Linked DNA regions of Anser cygnoides: region 1 is linked to region 2. The links are chromatin contacts, called in public Hi-C maps. All regions are on one chromosome and are shown on one strand. The core of a region is the stretch at or near the end of the contact, and the rest is flanking DNA. Distances in the headings are between cores, read along the strand shown.

The links. A called contact is a pair of places that touch in the nucleus more often than the background predicts.
Region 1: a contact with region 2 is called in a Hi-C map of liver, with 2.4 times the contacts expected there. The contact joins two enhancer-like sites. A contact is called at or near these places in 2 of 7 Hi-C or Micro-C datasets (granulosa cells and liver).

Annotation. Positions count from the first base shown.
Region 1 is chr1:114,505,433-114,511,467 of Taihu_goose_T2T_genome, reverse strand. No RefSeq gene overlaps it. Among named protein-coding and RNA genes, the nearest start is that of SETD4, 150 kb to the left of the region's middle. Within about 2 kb of position 3,422, at least 1 of the 3 cell types and tissues checked has open chromatin away from gene starts, as enhancers often do.
Region 2 is chr1:114,157,714-114,163,079 of Taihu_goose_T2T_genome, reverse strand. RUNX1 (RUNX family transcription factor 1) reads left to right here. Exons shown (of 8, transcript XM_048071509.2): 3 at 4,863-5,116. Among named protein-coding and RNA genes, the nearest start is that of RUNX1, 91 kb to the left of the region's middle. Within about 2 kb of position 3,104, at least 2 of the 3 cell types and tissues checked have open chromatin away from gene starts, as enhancers often do.

The DNA of each region.
Region 1 (6,035 bases), core at 2,173-4,672, 350 kb before region 2:
AATAGCATGGCCAACACCAGATCAAACTGCCCACCTACTGTGTTCTGCAAGGGCTAACTTCTCAGAGCAGGGCTTTGGCCAAAATACTTGCATTTTGAATCCAAGATGCACATGCAATGCAGACAGCAGCTATGCCTCTTGGGAAAATTTTCATTTTTCTTTTTACTGACGGGGAGAAGCCCAGATAACAGGGGATGACCATCAAGATGAAGGTCCAGAACCAAAGCAACAGAAGCCTGAGTGGTTGGTCTTTGCACAGATAAGGGAGATGATGCCCATTAATCTAGCTTGTAAACTGTGACCATTGACACTGATCTGCACAGCTCAGTGACACAAGTCTTGGGAAGTCAGTGGGCTCCATACTGACATGGGAACTACTACAATGACAGTAATAGATGAAGCTTTGAAACACTTTGGGTAATAGTGTTGTGTGATACAGAAGTACTTCTAAAGACTGCCTCATCAGCCTTTGACTCAATAACTAAGTACAGAGTGGGGATTTGTACACATCTGAAAAAAGATTGGATGTGGGAGACGATACTTTTTTTTTTTTTTTTTTACCTTTAATGAAATTAAAGCCAGGTATTTAATCTTTAGCAGGATTTTTAAACTCATTAATTCAAGAAAGAAGTAGGACTGCTTCATAACAAAGCACCTCAAGTAAGTGATTATGATTTATTATTGTGTATGGGGAACATACACTGTGTCTCAAGCAGCTTTATGCTGGATACACTTTATAACTGAATCAAGGTTATGATTCACTGCCATACAGTATACTTAGCTTTTGTTCTTGCTTTTTTTTTTTTTTTTGGTTGCTCTTTCTCTCTTGGCTGTTTCCAGCAATTTGAGTGTTTCCACTGCACTGTTCATGTCAAAGATTTCCATTAAGGGCATGGCCTTATGATGATAAAAAATTTTAGCTTTGTTTTAAGTGGTGGGAAAGGGGCAATAGGGCTTACATGAAGAATGATGCTCATGAACTTTTACATGTCCAAAAACCATTCATGAAGCAAACCCAGAGAAGAGCAAGATGAGGGGCTTCCTGTATGACTGCAATAGAGCACTACAAGTGAAACATGGACATCTTGCTCCACTTATCCTCAATGAAAAAACAGTGATTGAAACTTTAGGCTGCAAAACAGGCTTTTTTGAAGAAGAAGAAGAACAACCTACTTGGTATTATTTCAAACTGGTTATCTAATTCATAATGTTTATGCTGTAAGTTAGACCATGCAACAAGTTTCTGGCCAACGCAAAGCTGTTAGCTAAAATGGCTATACAAGGAAAAACATTCTCTCCTTTGTTTCAGTAACTTAGCATTTATTTTCAACCAAAAGCAGCAAGCTGCTCACCACAGCTCCTTGCCCAAACCAAAAAATCTTTACTTCAAACATTATCAGCTGTGCCCTACAGAGCTGCCACAATTCCTAACAGATGGTGGATGTCTATACACTTCATTGTTTCTATTAAGCTGCATGGGGATTCTGGGTGAGTAATATTCTACTATGACTTGGAACCAGCCAAACTGGGAAAATTCAGTGACAGCACTGTAAGCCACAAGTCACACTAAGCATTGCAGCCTATATACAGTCTGGTACACAATGTGATACACTTGCCTGAAAACCACTGAAACAGAGAAAAATGACATTAAAATATCATAACATTTTTTTTTCCAAACTTCTGAATTTCCTCATTTTTATTAATGTTTTTTTGACCTGAGCTTCTGTGGTTTAATTTCCTGTAGGTATCAAATAACAGTGAATCAAGCGAAGACCTTAACCTTTAGTCCCTTTTGCATTTAAAGCTGCCTCATCTTGACAGTGTTTTAACTCGTGTTAATTCCTCTCCCTTTCTTCCATCTCCTTCCTTAATGCTTGCTCTTTAATATTGTACAATATCAACCCGCTCCCTATACTAAATTGAGCTGCCTTTATTAATTGGATAGCTTTTGAACACCACCAATATAACAGAGAAAGTGAGTAGTTTTAGCCTAGTTCTAGGTATGGTTAGATACAATTTGTTTTGCACAAGTGTTCTGGGACTGCTCCTTGCACCACACAGAGCAGCAGTGGCATTATCTGACACGGAGAATTTGATTTAACTTATATTGTGCCACGGGAATGAAAAGAAACCATAGCGTGGTTGTATCTCTCTTCGTTTTCTACAGTTTTCCTCAACTTGCCTTTCTGTGATTGTCTTTTGAAAATCTATCTGTGGAGCTGACTTTGACAAACAAGTGATCTAGACCTTACCCTGTCAACTTTTTATGTGTCTTTCTTTCTAAATAGAACCTGTAAATATCATAAGCTATAGTACACCAGTAAATATTTTTTTACTTGCTTGCTTGCCTTGAAGGCAATCCCCCAGGAAAACAGACACCTGCTAAAGCCAAGGGCTCAGGCCAGGGCACAGCCTTTTAACGAGACTGAGCTGCCATGTGCTAGCATCAGTACTAACAAACATCACGTACTCCTTTTGCATTCTTTGACTTAAGGACTTCAGCAGTCCTAGAAAAATTTAACATGAGTGATTAGAAACACTTGTTCCCTGGGGCTGGGATCTGGGGTGTTTTTCCTCTGAGTGGGAAAAGTTAATGGAGGGGACCCAGTGTGGCTGGACATTCTTTAGTCATGCCTAGTGTTCTGCACTTCCATACCTTGGCAGCAAAATATCTCCAGGGCCACTGGCATGTCCTCCTTACTGCTCCTTTCTCCAGGTCTGTGGAACCCACAAGGCATCCAAACCCAGAAACCATTTCAGGGCAGAAGCTGCCAGGATCAGTTTCCTGGGATGAGCGGGTTTTGAGGAATTTGAATTTTTTTTTTTCAAGCTACGGAGCCTGAAATAGCTTGGCATCTTCACATTATTGGCTTTTGTTTGTGGAGCCTGCAAGCTATTTTAATGGTTGGTTTCTATCTATCATGGGGATTTTTACATTTTTTCCTCTAAATATGTAGGGTTTTTTTTTTTTTTCCCTTTGCACGAAGTTCAAAGGGGATTTGAGGAGTTCTGGTTTTCTGAAGGGGAGCTTACACCTTTCACAATATTTTCTATCTTTCCTATTTTTAACTGCTGGCATGCCAGTTTTCAGTTTGCTTGGCCTGCTCTATTTTGACTTTTGCCAGTGGTCCTGTTGTTAGAGGCTGATACATCTGAAAATGTTAAAGCTAGACATTCTCTGAAACTCAGGGTGCTTTGACTCAAACTTTCAGGAGTGGTTAAGGCAGACTTCTCCACCCCTCCACAAGGACTTGCTCATTTTCCTCTTTGGTCACCATAGTCCATAGAGAGGTCTGGGGTGATGCACACCGAGGCAGCAGAACCGCACCGAAGCTTTTCCCACTGGCTGGATGCTCTCTTTTCAAGGGAGCTTAGCACACATTCCCTGCCTGCATTTCTTCTCTCGGCCTTTTGGTGTCATTCTGTGATTAACAAGGAGAGAAAAGAGCCTCGTTATTGCTGTTCCTCTCTTTCTTTCTGAGCAAGGCAGAGTTTGTAGCAAATGACGATACCTAAAAAAAAAATGCATTGAGCACGGTGAATCTTATAAAGGTTAAGAATGGTGCTAAGACTATATATCGGGCCCAGTTCTTAGAGGGCACTTAAAAAGGTGTACCCATCTACGTGAGACACTAAGAGGAATTCATATTGAGGTATCTAATACTTAGCTATAAATCAGATGAGGTGAAATGGTAAGGAGACTCCTATATGGCTCAGCCCATACACTGGAGGACATCCCTGAGTTGGCCAGATGTGGTGGCACTGATGGCCACTTGGCACAGCCTGGGTGTGGGGAGGATGACACAAATGCTGGAAATATAGGAAAAAAGTACAGGAGTGCTTCTTTTAGAAAGGAGAACTTGGAAACTGAAGTCTAAGAGATGAGTTGGGTAGGGGAAGGTACTGTCTGATTAGCTACTGAGGGGCTGTAGCATAATGAAAATATGCAAACTGGAAAGCATTTTTCTCCATTTCCCCAGGATACCACAAAGGCTGTGCTCTGGTACACACTCCTGTGTCTTGTGGAGAGAAGATGAGCATGACAAGGCTGAGCGCTTAGGGGAATGAAAAGCCTGGTAGAGCTATACCGATGATAGCTATTTTTTTAGCTTGCTGATTGGTCTGGGGGGAAAAGAGATGTGGTGAAGTTTTCCTAACAGTTAAAAAAGAAAAAAAAAAAGAAAAAAGAAAGAAAAAAAAAGAAAAAAAAGAAAAAAAAGGAAAGAAAAAAAAAGAAAGTCATATGGACCATTTCCTTTGATCTAAAAGAAAATATTCCAGCACTCAGAGGTGTGTGTTTGTGTATGAGGGCATAGTGCAGGCTTTAAGGAGAGCTGCATCTGGTCTATCACATGCAAAATCCATATCCATTTAGTAAATACTTCAGCACGTTTGCTTGTATGGATGGCTGCATGTTCTTATAGCTTCTGCCTCTTTAAACAATAGAGATTGCAAGCCCTGGTTATTCTCTGTAAAATGCTTCCTTTCTGATCTGAAAGCTGAGCCCTGTCTTCTTTCACACAGGGTGGCTACTCATGCTGTTTTACAGGATGAACTTCCCCATCCCTCTGCTTGCCCAGAGAGGCAACAGAGAGCTGCTGACAGCCAACTGTGTCTGCCGTGTTTCATTCCCGCATGTCTTGGGGTAATTGTGGCTCGGCTGTACAAGGATTCCTCAGTTTCTTTATGGTGTTACTGATGCGGGCTGTGATGCCATTCCTGCTTCAAATTAAAGTTTTGTAGGATTTTGCCTCCTTGATTGAAGGATTTTTTTTGGTATTATTTTTATTATTTTTGATTCCTTTAAATGGTGCAGATGAATAGAGTGCATTTCATTGAACATGCTGGAGCAGGTGAGTCATGGTCGCATGGATAGACCTGACTGGCCAGTCTCTGCAAACTCGGACTGAACTCTACTTTGTGCCTGCGGAGAAATTGCTCAACACTTGAGTCTGTTAGGCTGAAATGCCTAATAGCTGTTTCAGGATCTACAAGACTGGGAGGCACTTGAGAAATGATAATGCAATCCTACCAACCGCTCTGAAAGGAATCATTTCTTTTCTATGGAGCTATACTGCAGAAGACAATTTAGTCTGCCCTCTTCCTGAGACCTGCTCTACCAGCTAAAGGCATGTAGGAAAGCATTTGTGGTAGAGCATAAAAACATGTTTTTTTCCTTTTCTAATGAGCTCTTTTCAAAAAGTAGTTGCTTTCTTTGAGTACAAACATATATTTATAGCCATTGGTATGGACTCTGCTTGAATATGTTTTAAGTAATGCCAGAAAGAACTTCATATTCCTTTAGACATTCATTAAATATTCCCAGAACTTTTGGAAATATCATAAAAATGATCTCTTTTGCTATTCTCTTTCCCCTCTTCCTTTTGTGAATATGTCAGTCTTTAGGAATAGGTACAAAACTGATACTTTGGCTACCAAGCATTCAATTCTGAAGCATATCAGATTAAAAATACTAAGAAAAAATAAATCAACAACAACAACAACAAAAACACCCTCTAAGGAACTTGGACTAATCTGCATTTTTGCTGCTTTTATTTCACAACTTGAAACTCTTAACATGGTGGAAAACACTTATGAGATTCTTTCTTGAAAAAGGATTTAGCCTCCATTGGATCATCCAGAATTTTTCCAGCATACTGGAAAGGCCTGACACTGGTAATTCCTCTGCCATAACCAAGATACTGAAGAAAAAGTGTGTTGATTCTGATTCCAAAACATTTTGTGACTCAAATGCGGAGCCTGAGCAGAGGGACCAACAATATAAAAAGGTCTTGGTATGCTCCAGAACATACTTGCAGCTATTTCCAGGCATAAGAATCAGCCAGTCTTTCCTTACTTCATAATAATGGCAGCAAAGTTTGAAAACCACTGGATTTTAGTACATGCATAACACTGAAGAAGCCTGATCTCCCCAGCCCATTTAAGGCAATGACAAGGCTCTCATTAACTTCCACAGATTTGGAATTGGCTTCAGTCATCTCAGCTGGTATCTTCCTCTGCGTCAGGCTTGTGGG
Region 2 (5,366 bases), core at 1,855-4,354:
CCAGAGAGAATAACCTTGGATCTGTTAACAGAGATCAAAAAACCCTGCGGGGTTTAGGCACTCCCCCCTCCCTGAAACAGAGCAAAGTTACACACCACACACCTGTGTAGTCCTGGCCCACTGAGCCAAATTCCCTGGCATCACACCGGCCATCTCACGTCTCTTTCTCGGTGGCATCATACCTGAGCCTCATGTGCTGGGATGAAACATTCGCATTTCACTGCACGAGAGAGATCACTGCAGGAAACAAGGAGCACCTTACCTTTTTACTTGCAGGCAGCTGCTTTTCTCTGTCCAATGTTTAATTACTGGAATAATGAAACATTATTCCAGTACCAAAATAATTTAATATATCACTACAGCAATTGTTTCCCTGTCAGTCACTGGAATTACCCGTGATGGTAACTGTTATGCTATAAATACTTGCAGGGGCAACTCAGAAGCCTGATCCTACAGATTTAATTTCCAAGCATTAACCCCCTGATTCACCACCAGCAGAAGCAAGGCACTCTCACACCACTAGATGTATCTTCAGGAGGGCCTAAATACTTATATTAAATTAATTCAGGTGCAAGCGGTAGGAGCTGACCCACCGAATAATGCCATGTTAAGCCCAGATGTTAAGCCCAGTGCGTGCACGATTGCATTCCCTGATGAGATTTCTGTTGCATGCAGCAGGAAGGTTGCTAAGAATGAGGTTAGGCATGTTTCTAATTGTTGGCAAGATCAGGGTCTGTAGCCAGTTCTTTCGGTTTGCGTTCACGTTGTGTGTATGCCAGCTCCGTTATGGTCTGCATTTTTTCTCCTCTAACAAAACGTCTTGCTGCCTTCCTCGTTCAAGTTTTCTCTCGCCCTGCACAAATTCAAACCATTTCAAACAAGTGTCCACTTCTGCCTGTTTGGCCAGGGAGTGTCTGCATGTGCGGTGAGGTCAGGCTCTAATTCTCCCCTTGCAATTTAAGCTGTTTAAAATTCATCCCTAAATTGTTGCTCCCTCTCTCATATTTCCGAAGCTTTTGCTTTAACTGTGTTATGTAAAAAGCTCGGTGCTTTGTGGTCTAGTAATCCCGTATGACAGAGGCAATGCATGGTAGATAGAGATTCAGTTGTGGTTTGTTTACGGCCGTAATAAATTGATGTCAAAATACAAACGTGAGCAGTGCTGTATGTGAATGGGTAAAGGTGTAATACCAGTTGTGATTCCAGCTTCAAAGGGATTCTTGCACAAAGGACTGACTGTCCGAGCGCAAGTCTTGGCACTGGGGATGCTGAAAAGTCTTAGCATGTGAGAAGAAATACCGACTTTAAATACCCTGCCTCATTTCCTTACTTTGCCTAATGACAGGTATCCCTGCAAGCTGCTTCATTCATTAATTCCCATTCTTCCAGAGTGGCTGCTCAAGATACAGTAAGGGGGTAGCAAATCCCTGTGAGACCTCTTCTCTTTGTCATGCAAAAAAAAAAAAAATTATAAGGAAGATGATAGATTGTATTAGATTAAAAATAAATAAATAGACACCTCCCCCCACCTGTTGTAAGTGTTAACGGGTATGTAAAACAGATAGCTTGATCTGCATTGAAATATCATCTCCACTGTATTTTCCCTTCCTGCCCTCTCTTACTTAACTCCTTAGCTTCCCTTGGTGAAAGCGTGGTTCTGTGCAGTTAAAAAACAATATGGTCACCTTCAGCCGAGATTAAAGTCCCTCACCTCAGCCCTGGTAATGCTGCTAAGTTAAAAAACAAAACGTAAACTAAGTTACAGAAAAGTGTAAGCATGGAATCTTTTCTCCGTCTTCTGTTAAACTGGGGCATTTTGTATTTTTCAGACCATTCACGTGTGTAATAGAATGGCTTGATTTTGTATTTATATGAAGCTCAGATTGAGAAAGGATGCAAAGCACTGAGTGGGATTTATAGTTCATATATTGATTAATTTAAACAGAAAATACTCCCTACCTCTTAACTAAAATAGAAGAAGCAGAGCAGAAAGAAAGAAAAGGGAAAAGGGAAAATAGAAAAGGGAAATGGAAAGGGAAAAGGAAAAAGGAAAATGAAAAGGGAAAGGGAAAGAAAAGGAGAAAGAAAAAGGAAAAGAAAAAGAAAAGGGAAAGGGAAAAGAAAGCGGGAATAGAAAAAGAAAAAGGAAAAGAAAAAGAAGAAAAAGAAAATAAGAAAAAGAAAACCCAAACACTATATGCGTATTTTAGCGTTTTAGGCTATGTATATGGATGTGTGCGCATCACTGAAATAGCTCTTCTTATCTCTGTAATGCCCGTAAAAAGTTATCAGCCACTAACACACCCCAGACGGCTTCCACGCGGCAGTTTCCACCAGCCACTCGCCCGTACAATTTTATTTTTTTCTCCCACCGGCAGAAAACATCTCCGCAATAACTTAAACCCGAGGTTAATTTCCAACAAGCGAGCGCTCGGCGGGGCGCAACTGGTGGCGGGGAGCGCCCGTGCGGGAAGACGGAGTTAAAAAAAATATATATGTATAAATAATAATGATAATGATAATGATAATAATCACAGAGACGCACAGGCGTGACACGGGGGGCTTCCCCCCGCCGTGCCGTGCCGATCGGAGCCGTGCCGAGCCGGGCGGAGCCGTCCCGCAGCCCCGGTCCCCGCGGCGGGCGGCGGAGCGCCGAGGGCAGGCGGCGGGCCCCCTCTGCCGGCCCCGCGGCGGAGCTGCAGCGGGTGCGGGTACGGCCCCGTCCTCGTCCCGGGGGAGCCCCAAGCCCCCCTTCCCGGGGGATGGAGGAACTCCAGCGCACACCCCCCCAGAAAAAATAAAAATAATAAATAAGTAAATAATGATAATAATGATAAAAAAAAAAACAGGCAGCCACGCCATCAGCCCGGTGTAACGTACCGGGACGGGGCTCACCGGGGAGAGGGGGGGGAGGGGGTCTGCGGGGGTCTCGGGGACCCGGAGCCCTGCGTGCTCGGGGGCGCGCTCGGGGGCGCGCGCCGGCCGGGCGCTGCCCGCACAGTAGCGGCGGCGGCGGCGGCGGCGGGCGCGCCAATTCCGGGAGCCCCTGGCCCGCGGCCGCGCCCTGGCTGCCGGCGGGGAGGGCGCTGATTGGCCGCCGCGCCGCCCGTATGCAAAGCAGCCGCGGGGATGACATTCCTCCGCGCGCCGCCCGCCGCGCGCCTCCTCCATTCATCCCGGCGGCGCGCGCCGGAGCCGAGCGGAGCCGAGCGGAGCCGAACCGAGCCGAGCCGGGCCGGGCCGGGCCGGGCCGGGCAGACCACGGGGGGCAAAGGGCGGCAGCGAGCCGACGGGTGCCGGCGCCGTGGGAAGCTTTGCGAAGACCCCGGGAGCTCCCCGCTGTGGAAATGTGCTTTATCCTGAGCCGTCGTCTGGGCTGGAGGCTGTGACTTGTGACCCTGCCTGGGAACTTTCTCATTTCGTTGGCTTTCATTATTTTTTTTTTCCTGTTTTCTTTTTTTTTTTTTTTTTCCCCCGTTGCTTCCTCCCCGCCTGGGGGTTAGCGGCTCTGCCCCCACCCGCTCCCCTGGGTGCTTTTTGCCATCGGGTGTTTTTGGCTGCCGCCGCTTGGCCGGGTGCGGGGGCTCTGCCCGCAGCCAGCCCCCATCCACCCCGCTGGGGAGACGAGCCATGCTTCCCAAAGCAGGCTTCCACCTGCTGCGGTTAAAGTGTTGGTAAGCAGCCGGCTCCTGCGGCCGGATTAGAGGAAGGCTGCCTCAGATACCGAAAAAAAAAAAATAATACTAATTGGCAATGACTTTCGAAGTTGTTGCAGGCTGTTGGTTTGTCTGCTGAGGGGAACGTGAGTGAGAGAGAGAGAGCGCTGTTGCACACACAAAACCGCAGGGAGAACCCACAATTTAACCAACATCCCCAAACCCAACTTCTCAGATGTGGACCTCTCAGCCTCAGCGCTCGTGAGCGGCTGCAACCTTTCCTTGCGTTCATGGCAGGCGTTATACCAAAGACAAGTGCACAGAGAGAGATCTGAAGCTTGAATGCCATGCACTGAGCTTTTTATTTTTCTTTTTTATTTTTTTTTAATTTTTTTTTTTTCGCGAGAATTATTGAGAGGTCATGCCATGAGCACTCGCAAACCAAACTACTGAAGCCGATTTCCAAGGCTGCTTAAAACCAAAACCCTGCAGAGAACGTTAATGGATTCCCGGCGTGGTTAAATCCTCCGCAGATGATACTGTAAATGTTTGATGAAGCGCGGTGTACGTGGTGTGTGTGTGCCTGCGTGGGTATGTCTGTGCGGTGCCAGCCGGCTGACCTTTGAGCACAAAGCCCAAAACCGACCCCGCGTTTCGCTGCTTGTAAGAGCGACTTTCGCCTCCGCAAGACGCTGATGTGCTCCGCTTCCCCCCGGGACTGTAGAGGAGCCACCTGGAAGAAAGCGCTAGGCAGCTGCCTCCCCGGGAAGCCCGGCTTTCTCCTGCTCCCGGCTTTCACCCCACTCGCGTAGCTTTTGCTGGGGAGCCCTCCCGGAGCGTGCCCTGCGGGAACTTTTGGCCACGCCAAAGCCCTCAATGCCCGGGCGCGGCGGTGCGGCCCCGCACCGAAGACCTTTTCTCTTACTGGATTAACGCCGCCTCTGCCGCGGCACCGGGAAGCCAAGAGTTAAGTCTCGGCGTGCTCGCTGCCGCAGCCGCGTTCGGCAAAGAGGAGAGAGAAAAAAAAAAAAATTAAACTTTGGGGACTGGCGTAGAACCGAGTTTCCCCCGGGTGCTCAGCCCGTATCCGTTTATGTTGGTCCCCAGAGAGCGGCTCGCCGAAGAGTTACGCTCGCTTGGCTGCTTGGTAAGAACTCTGTGGAGGTCCCTCACTCAACAGGCTTGTTGTGATGCGTATCCCCGTAGATACCAGCACCAGCCGCCGCTTCACGCCGCCCTCCACCACGCTGAGCCCGGGGAAGATGAGCGAGCCGCTGCCGCTGCCCGGCGCCGAGCACAGCGGCGCCCTGGCGGGGAAGCTGCGCAGCGCCGACCGCAGCATGGTGGAGGTCCTGGCGGATCACCCCGGGGAGCTGGTGCGCACCGACAGCCCCAACTTCCTCTGCTCCGTGCTGCCCACCCACTGGCGCTGCAACAAGACGCTGCCCATCGCCTTCAAGGTACGTCCTGCCGCCCGCCCGACAGCGCGATCCTGGGGGGCACGGGGCGGCCGGGGGAGGGATGGGACCCACGCGGCGGGGACGGGACACGCGGGACCCACGGAGGGGACGGGACACACGGGGGGAGACGGGACACACGAGGGGGGACAGCCCCGAGCCTCCCTCCCTTCGCCCGCCGCAGCCACCCGGGGAGCGGAGCGGGTGCGGGCGGGACGGGCGGGACCCCCCGGCCGCTGCCTCTCTCCCGTAA